Linked DNA regions of Gossypium arboreum: region 1 is linked to region 2. A link is a contact called in public Hi-C data. All regions are on one chromosome and are shown on one strand. Each heading gives the region's core, a stretch centred on a gene start, on an enhancer-like site or on the middle of the called end of the contact. The rest is flanking DNA. Distances are from core to core; before and after follow the strand shown.

What was found. A called contact is a pair of places that touch in the nucleus more often than the background predicts.
Region 1: a contact with region 2 is called in a Hi-C map of leaf, with 2.4 times the contacts expected there. The contact joins the promoter of LOC108486931 here to the enhancer-like site in region 2. A contact is called at or near these places in 2 of 5 Hi-C or Micro-C datasets (both in leaf).

What each region holds. Positions count from the first base shown.
Region 1 is chr10:123,269,073-123,275,738 of ASM2569848v2, reverse strand. LOC108486931 (protein TONNEAU 1b-like) reads right to left here and starts at 3,181. Exons shown (of 8, transcript XM_017791100.2): 1 at 2,946-3,181; 2 at 1,536-1,668; 3 at 1,062-1,150; 4 at 816-935. The coding sequence starts at 3,032.
Region 2 is chr10:123,225,602-123,231,660 of ASM2569848v2, reverse strand. No RefSeq gene overlaps it. Among protein-coding and RNA genes, the nearest start is that of LOC128281470, 6.3 kb to the left of the region's middle. Within about 2 kb of position 2,275, at least 1 of the 2 cell types and tissues checked has an H3K27ac peak or open chromatin away from gene starts, as enhancers often do. A contact at or near this core is called in leaf, where this site is marked.

The sequences.
Region 1 (6,666 bases), core at 1,932-4,431, 43 kb before region 2:
CAAACATCCTGGTAAAGCAGAAACTACATGCCTACATTACAATAAAATGAATAGTTCTTAACAAAGCTTCGTATTCACAACCTTGAAAAGAAACCCTCAAACCCCAAGTGCTAGGATAATCCTGATTGATATTGATCTTGGCTTCACACATCCAAGTCCTCCTGTTGTTAAAGGGTATAAAGACCCTTACTGTACTCATCACACTCAAACTACCGTTAATATATTTTTGTTGTTAGATTATGCATCAAAGATCATGTTCTATGCCAAAGATATATAGCAACACAGAACCATAGGTTTCACTATTTTCCTTTAACATCGATGCATTCCGCAAACTTGATTTACAATTGATTTTTTCATGTTGCCCCATTCCAAACAAAAGAAAGATTTGCTAATTTCTTTTTCCTTTTAATTGAGAACCATTACAGAAAAAACACCCAAAATCTGTTTCTGCACCCAATTTACAGTATAACCCAGATCCTTCTCCACACGGTATTTGACACCCATCCCTTTAGCTCATTCCAGGATATTCAGGCAAAGACTCATCTTATCACATCGGGTATCTTAAAACGATGTCAAACCAGAAAAGAAGCAAGGTGATATGACAAGAATCAAACAACGGCAAAGCTAAAGCTTAGCCTAAAAGAATTATCATCATTCCCAATGCATTAAATAAGATTCCAAATAACACTTATCACAGCTAAAAAGCACACAAAAAGGGCATACGAACTTCAGACAGAAAGACTAAAATGACTCAAACTTCACAAGTCAAAAGACCTCCAGTAGCATGAAAATATATACACCAGTGATAAACTAACCTCAAACTTCAAGAAGCAATCAAGAACATCCATAAGGACAGGATTATCTCCATTTCTGTTAAGGTCATAACCATTTTTGACACTAAAGTCTTTCAACTCAGCTTTCCAGGAGTCTTTTTGCTACATTTAAAAGAAGAACAAATATCCGTATGATTAGCATGTAAGCTTCAAAGAAATAAAACCAATAAAGTGATCAACCATAAAGCAATGATCAGGACCGTGATATATTGAAAATTACTTGATTACCAAATTGCATTCTGGCTGGTAAACTTTTAGAGTGTGGTTTAGTTGCGCCCAGTCTAAGTACTCACACACTAGTGCAGTTAACAATCTTCCTGCATTTGGAAATTCAAGGTACACATTATTAAGGAGATCACAAAATGCAGATTTAAGAAGATTTTGGAGACATGACAAAGCAACATGAGCATGAGTTCACAATTTACAAATGGAATAGTTAAAGACTATACTCGAGGTACGCCGATGACATATCAAATTGGATATAGACTTTAAAGTTACTGATGCAACCAAAAAAGTTAACAACCAAATAAAGGGAAGGGAGGACTCCTAGACATGTAGTAAGGAAGAAAAAAAGAACAAATAATAGATGCTAGCTTAATCTCTCTCTTTTTTTTTTTAAATAAAAGAGGGCCAGCAGAAAAAGCATGTTGTTCAATAACTTCATGTAATGATATATAGCGAGGCTAAAAGTACTATACTGACCAGAAGGAGAAGCATGAAGTCGTTTAGCACGATCATTGCAACTTCCCAATAATGCAGGAGGTAAACTCTCCTCTTTTTCAATTACTCGATCTTCCTCTTCTATTGCCTCAAAGACACTTGCCCTTAGTTCAGCCTAGGAGTGACATAAATGGGAAAAGAACAAGTTATTCGAGTGCCTGATCATTGGAAACGGAAATACCAAGTACATTAACATTAAAAGAAAGAAAAAGAAAAGAAGAAACAGAAAACCATAAGGAAAAACAGCTTTATTAATCTGCACACTTCACAAGCAACAATCATTCAAGATAATAACACCATCAATATACTTCAGCTCATATAGTCTTACCACTATCACATACAGGATACGTTAATGCCTTCGTTAGATTTGCACTTCTTATGCCCCTTGCCTCCCATCCAAAACACCCCTTTCCCCAGGACCAAATTAAAAAAAAAAAATCCCCAGTCTCCAAACATATTTTCCCCCATGTCTAGAAGACCTAAACAGAGGCAGACAAGGAAAATTATTTTCAGGCACTCCTGTTCAAATCCGAGAATGAATTCAACATGCATTATTAACTAGGCTCAACATTTTGCAAAATCAGGGTATGGAAACAGCTCACTTACAAATTTGTAAGTTCTGAAACAAATGTGTACAATTGGTAGTAGATACTAATCTAGCATCCTGCCCCTATTCAATCACTCAAAATGAACCATACCCTTTTCCTTGGCAAGTAAATGGTGCACAAATCCCAAATTTAGCTTCCCCTCCAAAAACTCCACTACTTTTCTAGGATCCAACAAATCCCCAGCCAAAATGCTGGACGCAAATTAAGAAGTTCTTTCTCTAGCTTCTAATGCAAAAAAAATTATCCATAATTTTCCTGAAATTAAAGGGCATACTAATGAAACTTAACTAAATCCCTTGAAAAAAGCCACTGAAAATTAAAACTTTCCAGCTTACAATTCAATAAAATTAACAGCAAACCAGCTTCTCAAACAAGCCCAGTGAGAAATATTCAAACTTTCCAGTATACCAAAATGCCACCTAAATACTTTCTTCAACATTTCCAATTATCTAATTTCACCCCCAAAAAATTCACACCTAAATGTTTTCAGAACATGAAATTTTAACATTCGGGTCCCAAATTTACACCAAAAGATCCACAAACACAATTTTACCCCATTCAATTATTCGTAAAAGTAACAAATTTGAAACAAAATATTCAAAAACAAATCCTAGGTTTCTACCATTAACACGAGATCCAACGCCAAAAGAGGATCTTTTTACTCAATTTTAACTTAACAAAGCCCAAGTCATCAGCAGAGTTTCGTTTTTCATCATCCATTCTCGAGAACCAAACATGAAATTCCGATAAAAAAAGCGCTAAAATAGAAAAAATTATTTCTTACCCGGATCTTAGCTAGAACCCCTTTCTTCTCTAGGGTTCGAGTAACCAGGGTTTTCAAATCCATCATCTCTCTCGTGTAATCATCCATGGTATTGTTTGTTTCCCTAGAAAATTAAGGGAAAAAAAACCTCCTACTTTTTTAGTTATTCTTAAATGTCTGGAAAAAAAGAAAAGAAGTTGGGTGCTGCCAGAGATGGAAGCAACACAAATTAATAAAAACAAACAAAAAACCAAAATAAATTCTGGTGAATGTGGGATCCAGTGGACGGTAAGGTGTGATCTTGGCCGTTCATTTTCTTGATCTAGTCCTCTAATAGATTATTCACACTTACTAGGGTCGTTAAAATCCAATTTTAAAAACAATTGTTTGAAATTTGATATAAAAATCTATTTATCCTATTGTTTGCAATATATATATTCACTTAAATAAAATGCATATTGTTAGAATCGAGAACTGGTTGATATATCAATTCGAATAAAAAATTAAATCAATTTTGAATTGATTTTTGAGTGAATTGACTAAATATGATTAGAATAGATCGAGAATTGATTGTTATATCAATTTGAATTAAAAGTTAAATTGATTTTTGAGTGAATTATTTAAATTGGATTAGAAAAATCAATTGAATTTTTTTTATTTTTATGAATTTTTAATAATTTATTTAATTAAAATTGCAATAGCTAGTTAAACCGATTGAAACAAAAATTGATGATACGACTAGTTCAATGGTCCAGTTTGAAAAAAGTATAATACCCTTGTAGATTTATTTATGGCTTTAACTCTATTACAAGCCCTTAAACTTTTAAAAAGAATCAATTAAGTCTCTTCTAACTTTTCGCATCCAATTGAGCAAGTGAACTAACAAGACTAGCCTAATAGGCCCTTTGATTGATGTTGACCGTTAGTATTTAATGGCAACACTGACATGGTTGTTAACAGATGCCATGTTAGTAAAAATAAAAATTTCAAAAAATAAAAAGGAAGTTTAAAATAAGTACAAATGAATTTGGACAAAGTTGTCGAGGTTTATTTGAATCTAGACATTCATATGTCTAGATACATTTTGGAATTATAAAATAAATTTAAAAACATTAAAATTATAAAAAGATTAAAATTTATAAAAACTATTAGAAATTAATTAAAAATCACAAAATTTTATATGTAACACCCATCACCCGTCTTGACATACAATTTGAATGGGAGATGCTATCGAAATATTTTTGTGACAAAAATCTCATGTTATTTAAGAAATTAAACTTTAAATAAATTTTATAAAATCCTAGAAAATAGATAAATTCAATTGTATAACCTTAAAATCATGATAAATCTAATTAGAATTGATTTGTAAGAGTTCAGAGGCATCTAGGATCATATGTGAGCCTTAGAGGACTTAAAATCACCAAAACAGTGTAATGGGCAAACTAAGGGAAAATTATAAGTACATCTAGATATATACAAGTGCTTCTAAGGGGAGGTGCATCCATACAAGTCTCTGTTACTATAGGAGTTCAAAGGTGTCCGGGATTATATACAAGCTTTGAAAGGCTCAAAATCACCAAAATAGTGTAGTGGGCAAATTAAGGGAGAAGTACAGTTACATCTAAAGATATGTTAGCACCATTAAGTTTCATTACTTAATGTACGGTTTTGTTTGTTACCATGCGTAGGCTAAAAGTTTCTTTGGAAGTTGATTCGAGAGTGTCCGCTGCATCTAGGAGTCAAATCTCAGCTTGTCTTGTTTCAATAATGATTCTTTTATGTTTTTCATAATAAACGCCATGTACCTAGGTGTCTAGGATGCTTCATGTATCTGGCATTTGAAGCTTTGAGGTTTTTGAATGGTTTCGTATTTTGGTATTGCTTTATTACTTAATTGGTTATTTGGTTATTTTTGGGTAAATTTTGATTCATATATTTCAATGTAGCATGCATGGTTACTAATGGATATTTACTTGACACCTGATATTTTGGATGAATTACTTTTTACGCATGGTGATTGCATATTGTGACTGGTATATATATTATGCTAAAATGTGCGAGGAGGTTTGGTTGCATGTTGCATAGAGGAAATCTTTTGGTGCATTTTGGTATGCTAATTTTTGCACCTCTATTCTATTATCTTGAGATATCAAGAACATGTCTCGTGATGTCATGAGACATCAAGAATATTTTTGTGCATGTTTGGGTAAAAGTCTCGAGGGTATCATGTTTGTCTCGAGACATTAAGTGCCTAGTCTCGAGATATGGTGGCTTTGTCTTGAGACATTAAAACATCGAAGTAAAATTAAGTGAAAATAGGTCTAGGGTCTCGAGACAAGTGGCATTGTCTTGAGAGATAGGGATCATTGTCTCGAGACATGACGATATTTGTCTCGAGACAACAAACTCTAAAATTGAAATAGTTAAACAAAGGAAGAATATCTCGAAACATGGCTTTACTGTCTTAAGACACTACAGCACAACATGACTTTTCAGCTCAAGATTCACAACCTAGCCCTATTTTTTTGTAGCTTTGGCCCTCAAACTTTTGTATGTGGGCTCCATTGATCATGTTTACATGCATTTACATTTACTTATTTATTTATAATAGATTTCGCTACTTGAATGTTTGTTTGTTTGAGTTTCTCCAACAATGAATGTGATGTCCTGCATTCAAATTTATTGTCCGAGTTGGGTGTAAGATGTTACATAACAATTGTTAACTCACGCAAAAATTGAAATTAGAAAACCACTAGAACTAAGAAGTCAAATTATGAAAAATCATGAAAGATTTAAAAAAATGGGGTAATTATAGAACTATAAGTTAAAGCGCATTTTATTAGCAAGAAGATCACAATTGGAACCACCCTAGTTATGTATTGGACATAAATTATATGAACTAATCTCCTTAAAGTGGCTTGAGTACAAATGATGTACTAAAAAAAATTAGGAATAAAGTTTCCTTAATATATGACTTAAGTGAACTCTTGAATAAAATTTCTAAAAGGCTCCAACTACTAATAGTTAAGAAAAGTTAGAATATTTCATAAGTGCTTACTAAGCTCTCGAGCTTACCGCATTGACGGTTTAAACACATAGATGAATTTTTTTTTGAGAAGACTGAAATTGTGACTTGAAGGTATCACATCACTACTCGAAAATTGAAGAGAATTTAGCCTATGGCATTGTACTAGAATTTATTGGTTATGGCAAGTACATAAGGACTAGGACCATTTAAAGAATTGTATTTAGGGTTAATATATTATTTATCTTCATATTTACACCCAATTATCACTTTGGTATTTAAATAATTTTTTTATTAATTTAGTACCCAAAGTTTCCAAATATCAGGCATGCTACCTCAATTGCTGTTGCTGTTACAAAAAAAGTGATGTGACACACACCCAAACTTTATTTTTCAAAATTAAATTTAAAAAGGAAACAGGAAAAATCAGAAAAAAATAGCAAAAAAAAATCAGAAAAATTCTCAATTTTTTATAATCAGAAAATATATGGATTTATATAAAAATGCTAGAATTTAAAAATATTTATTTTATATTTTAAAAATACATAAAACACAAAGAAGAGAGAAAATACAAAAAAATGTCAAATATATTCAGAAAAAGCTCGAAAAAATTTAAAAATCAGAAAATTTATATGGAAAGTTATATAAAATTTGAAAAATTAAAAATATATATAATTTTATATTTAAAAATACATAAAGTAAAAAAAAAGAATGAAG
Region 2 (6,059 bases), core at 1,026-3,525:
GCAAGTAAACAATATTGTGTTAGGATAATGCAACATGTATTTCACAAATTAAAGGTGACTATATAAAAGGTGATAGGACCAAACATATCTCTCCAAATTTTTTCTACACGCATGAACTTTTTTAAAAAGGTGACATTAATATTTGTAAAATTCGCTCAAATGATAATTCGCTCGATCTATTTGTAAACTTCGAATTTCGATTTTTAAAAACATTGTGATTGGTTACATATAATGGGATTTTTATTTATTTATGAATATTGTACTCTTTCTCTTCGCTGAGATTTTATCCCGATTTTTCTTAACAAAGTTTTAACGAGACATATTTATAAAAAATAATCCTCTATTAAAAAGTGTTATATTATATGCACTTAGCATGTTGAAAAGTGTTATAATTCTCTATTGAAAAGTTCAAAAAATTATTGATGATTTTTAAGGTTTATTTTTCTCAAAAACCCTTTTTTTCTCTTAAGAAATCATTTTAAAATGTAATAAATTAATTTTAAAGCTCTTGAGTCAGTTAAAGCTCTTAAGCAGCAAAACTGAAAAAAGAGAGTAATAAATTAAGTTTAAAATTAGTAAATTTAAATTTTTTAAAAATTAATCTCACAAAAATAAGACTTAAACAAAGAATTTTGCTAGCTCATAAAGAAACAAAATCTTATCATATCTATCTTGAAGAAATAATGAAATGGGTGGAATAACTATTTACTCTATCAATATACAGTTTAAAGATAAGGATAGTATAAATAAAACTTGTTCACTAGTTAATAAGATTTTAAATACTCATTAATTAATTTTACTTAAATTTAATTTTAAAGTCAATGAAACTTTGGCTTAATGCTAAGTTGAGGCCTTTGAATTTTAAAGATTTCAAGTTTAGGTTTTAACTTATGTAAAGTGTGGATACGCTATAAAATGCAAATTTATTCCGGTTATCAGTTAAATTATGTTATAAAATGGTCGATTTTGATTATATAAGGTTGGGCCGCTACCACGGGAATTGCTTTTGCTTTTTTTTTTCCTCCAGCTACTAAGATGTTTCAGTTCGCCAGGTTGTCTCTTATCTGCCCATGGATTCAGCGGCAGTTCGAAAGGTTGACCTATTCGAGAATCTCTGGATCTATGCTTACCATGCCCTTTCCTCATCTCTAGGTGCCTAGGTATCCATCGTAATCCTTTCCTCGTTTGAACCTCGTCCTTAACTTTACTTTAGTTTAAGGCTATGCCATCCTAAGGTGCTGCTAAATGAAACGGAAGGATCTTATCAACGTCCATAAATGATTAATCATAGATCGAACTAACTACTGAATTAGAAAAATTGGGTATTATCATATAGCTTTATTTCGATTAAATTCACGAATTGAAGTTAAGCAGATTCGAACTAATGATATCCGCCACAGGGTAAACTACTACATCTCAAGTCCCCGACTGATTCTATCATAGAAGCCAACAAAAATTTTAGACTCTACAATTAGTATTGAAACGATAACACATACTCTTTTAAAGTATAGTATTTAAACTTGAAATAAATATTTTCATTAACAACATATCACATACTAACCCTAATATAAAATATTTTAATTTTTAAAGTGGTAAGATAAGTTGTTAAAAGCCTAATGGACTTGACCAAACTTTAGACTAAAAGCTTCAACAATTAATCAGATTTAATCTTGACCTAACTTGTGAAAAAATAAGATAAATTCTAAAAAGATTACATTATGATTATGAAAAGGAAATGCATAGATACCAACTAATTTTGAAAAGAAAGGATTCCTTCTTGAGGTTATTTGTGGATTTTTTTACGAACACCATTGAATGAAATTAACAACTCAAATAAAGGATTAATTATGACATAAAATTCTTTTAAATTAAGTTAGAAATTACTAGAGGAATTTAGTAGGTGTCATTTCACAACCAACAAAAAGATTTTTCATTTATTTTTCTCTTTAATATTACCCAAAATCAAAGGCAAGTGGGGGGGGGGGGGATTGGGATTACCTCATTACTTAAAAGAATATATTAAAATTGGAAGCAACAAAAATAATAAGAGAATATATTTAAGGTAAATATTACCCTAAAAGGAAAGGTTCTAACATGGGATTGCATGAAAAAAAATAATGAAAGGGGAAAGAAAGATTCTAAGTGCTCTTAAATCAAATCATTGTACTGTGTTTTTTTATCTCTTTTCCAAAATAAGGTAAAATGGACGGCCTTGATTTCTCCATCATGGTATTTTTCTCCTTTTGGGTGATGGTGTTGTGACGGTTGACAAGACCTCTTCTCTGTCTCCGTTAAGGTTTCTCTTCTTATTTTCTCTCCACAAAATTGGTAGTTGGCCTTTCCTTTTATCCTATAAAAATTATTAAAATATCGTTTGTGGGAAAACCAAGTTGTCAATAATTTAGTATTTTAATATATTTTATATCATGGGTGGGGATTTGATCTTGGAATTTCTTTTATAAAGTAATGGCCTATTTTAAAAATAGTTTGTGATGTATAGTTAAATAAAAAATTATGGGGTGTTTGGTAAATAAAATTTTATTTTTATTTTTAATTGATTCGGATATAAATAGAAGATTGGGTAGTGAAATCTTTTAATTACAGTGTTTAATGAATAAAAGTTTATAAGAACTTATTCAGCTAAAACCTCTAAAACAAAAAACGCAAGGATGAATAACTTTTTTTTATAGCTGATTGAGAATGAAATATGTGGAATCACATATCTAACTATACTTATTCAAAAATTACTCCCTTTGCCATGTACTCTCAAACCTAATGAAATACGTATGTATTTCCTGAATATTTATAAACTCTTAATTTATTTTCAATTTACTTGTGTAAAATGATTTCTTATATTACTTGACAAATTTATTCGAGTATGACATGATTATTACTAATTACATACTAAGAACAAGATATAATTATCACTAAGAATATAGTTTACAATTACATTGATATACTATTAATATTTATCAATTTCCACGAGGTTAATATTTGCAAAGAAAGAATTTAAGAAATTTGTTTATTTGAATTTTTAAAAATATTCACTAATTAATTTCCATAATGGATGTTTTAAGTCCTTGGTAATAGTGTTTTATTTCAATAATTTCACCCAATAAAAACCAAAGTATTATAAACAAATAAATACTATCAGTTAAGTTTTCCACATATCAACTTTCAACTATCAATTAAATTTTACTAAACGCTTTTAAATAAATAGTTTAATATAATCAGTTGATCAAACCAACCACTGCAATCAGCAATCAACTATCAGCCAATTGCCAAACAGGGCCTATGTGTGTTTTGGTTATATCAAAAAGTTAATTGTTTGTCAACATCATTATATTATAACTTAATTCGCATCTCCAAAAGGGTATTTTATTCATTTTACAATTAAATTAGTCTTCTATTAATCTATGGCATCAACTCAATAAAAACACTTAAAATGTGTATAAATTATCGTATTTAATTAGAACCAAATTTAAATTTTTTAGAATTTTTTATTTTCAGATAATAAAATAAATCGAATATTAAGATAGAATTAAATACTAAATAATCATATTTTTTATTATGTTAATTTACTAATTATTTTAAATATAACTTAATACTATCTCGATGATGTAAGAGATGATTTTTATAATAAAATATAATTAATAGAAAAAAATCTTCTTCCATAGATTGTTCTAGCCTTTATAACTTACCAACCAATGGTTGGACCGCTTGAAAAAAAGTTGCATAAAATTATGGTGGTGGGGTAACCTAAATTATTCCCAACTGCCCACCAATTTATTTGAATTAGTTTTTATAAAGTTTTGTTCCTTAATTAACCTATTAATCCTCTTATTTATTTCTTATGCATTAATTTTAAGGAATCTTATATCTTGATTGTATCGGTAAAACTTTGAGGTTTTAGGTTTGAGTTTTATTATTCTATTTAAACTGTGTTTGTAATGATTATTTATATTTAAAAATATTAGTATCGTGCCGATTGAGTTTTAACTCGATTGACATTAGCATTGTTGTTAATGTAGGAAGACGTGGGATTGAATGTGCTGAAATGCATTACCTTCCTATTTAAAGGGTTAGAGAGAGGTTGTGGTGGTTTTTATAAAAAAGAGCATAGATGATAAAGAACCTAAATTTATATTTCATTGTCCTTACATAAAAAATTTTAGAGTAAATTATACAGATGGGGTCATCCAACTATGCTCACATTCCTGTTTTGATCATCTAACTTTAAAAAAATTCAATTTTGGCTCTAACGTTTGTATTCGTTCTTGATCTGATCACTTGTTCTTAAGTTGATAATGTAAATAATGATGTGACTTTTTTCATACTGGTAGAATAACACATTTAGTCATCAATACTTACATATTCTATTAATTCGATCCTAATTTTTAATAATTGAATAAATTTAACCTTTCACATTTACAATTCTATTAATTTAGATCTCAAGATTTAATTGAATTAGAGCTTGAGATCAAATTAGGTTTTGGTTATTCAAATTTTTAATTAATCTAACTTACTAAATAATGAAAATTTTCAAAGATGATATAATGATCTTACCCAACAACTAAATCAAAGTATTTCTAAATACAAGTTGATACAACCGAAATAATGCGAGAACTAACTTCTCTAGCTCAACATACCTATGTAACTTTACATTTTGATTTTGAGTTTTCTTAAAGGTATAAAGATAAACAAGGAGTGAACTCGTGTGTTGGCTTAAAAATTAGGGTATTGTCCATCTCAGATGTAGTTTGGGTTCAAGTCACACTAGTCACATTGCTGTTAGGGCTTTGTCCTCTTTTTATAATTCACCAAAAGAAAAAAGATAAGAAATAAATGAGGAAGCATACAAAATATACATCTTTTATGTTTTTTTTTAATTATTTCTTTAGTTGATGAAAGTAAGTAAATATATACCTATTCTTTTAAATCTAGATTTTTCCCAAGGACTCAACAGCCAGAGACATATTTGACTGATATTTCTTGCTTTGCCCAAGTGTTCCCATTGAAGTGTTTACCACTTTACTTAGCTGAGCTTTGAAGGTGCAGACAATAATTAGGAAAGGAGGTCGGGTAGGTTGTGGGAATTGGGATTAGACATGGAGGCACCGCTGGCTGGGAGGAAATGTAATGGGATTATGGTTGAAAGGGTAAAATAAGGTTAGGGTGTACTAACACATATATTCAAGAAATTTGAGTATTAAATTGATAGAATCTGTAATTGTGAAGGGTTAAATTTATTGAACTATTTAAAATTAGGGTCAAATTGATAGAACATGTAAGTATTGAGGACTAAATGTGTCATTATACCAATTAAAAAAAAGTTACGTTATTATTTCCGTTATCAATTTAACAACAGGTGACCAAAACAAATGCCCAAATTAAAAAAATTTAAAATTAAATGACCAAAACAAGAACGTAAACATAATTGAATAACTATTTGTACAGCTTAATTTCTATTAGTAAATAATATTAAAAGATTTTGATACACTATTGCAGTAAACGCATTAGATAAGCATCCGAATTAAAGAAAATATTTTAAAATTTTAATTAAACATAATGTGATTTAATATAGCATGCTCATTCTATCAAATATAAAAATTTGAAAATAAATACTTAAATTATTTCTTATCCATTGCAATTTGAAGTAAACTTACAAGAAAAATTAAAAAATTATTTATTTTAATTAATTTTTATTTTTCAAAACTATAATATATATATATCTTGGGTTTTCTTTGGTGCTTGTAAAGTTCAAAATTTTTACTAAATAAAACTGAAATCATCATTTAATTCATTGATTGTGTGTTAACTTATATACCATTTGGGACTAAATAAATAAATCAAAGTGGTCGTTTGACAATTAATATAATCAATTTAGTGATGAAATGTATGTTTGGATTCAAATACAATTATAACATTAACATCAGAGGTGAATCTAGGGTGTTAGCAGGGTTCCGGCCTCTTAAAATGGAAAATTGCTATTTAAGCTTTTTAATTTTTTTTTTAAAATTTTTGAACAATCTCATTGTAGGATATGATCATATCTGCTC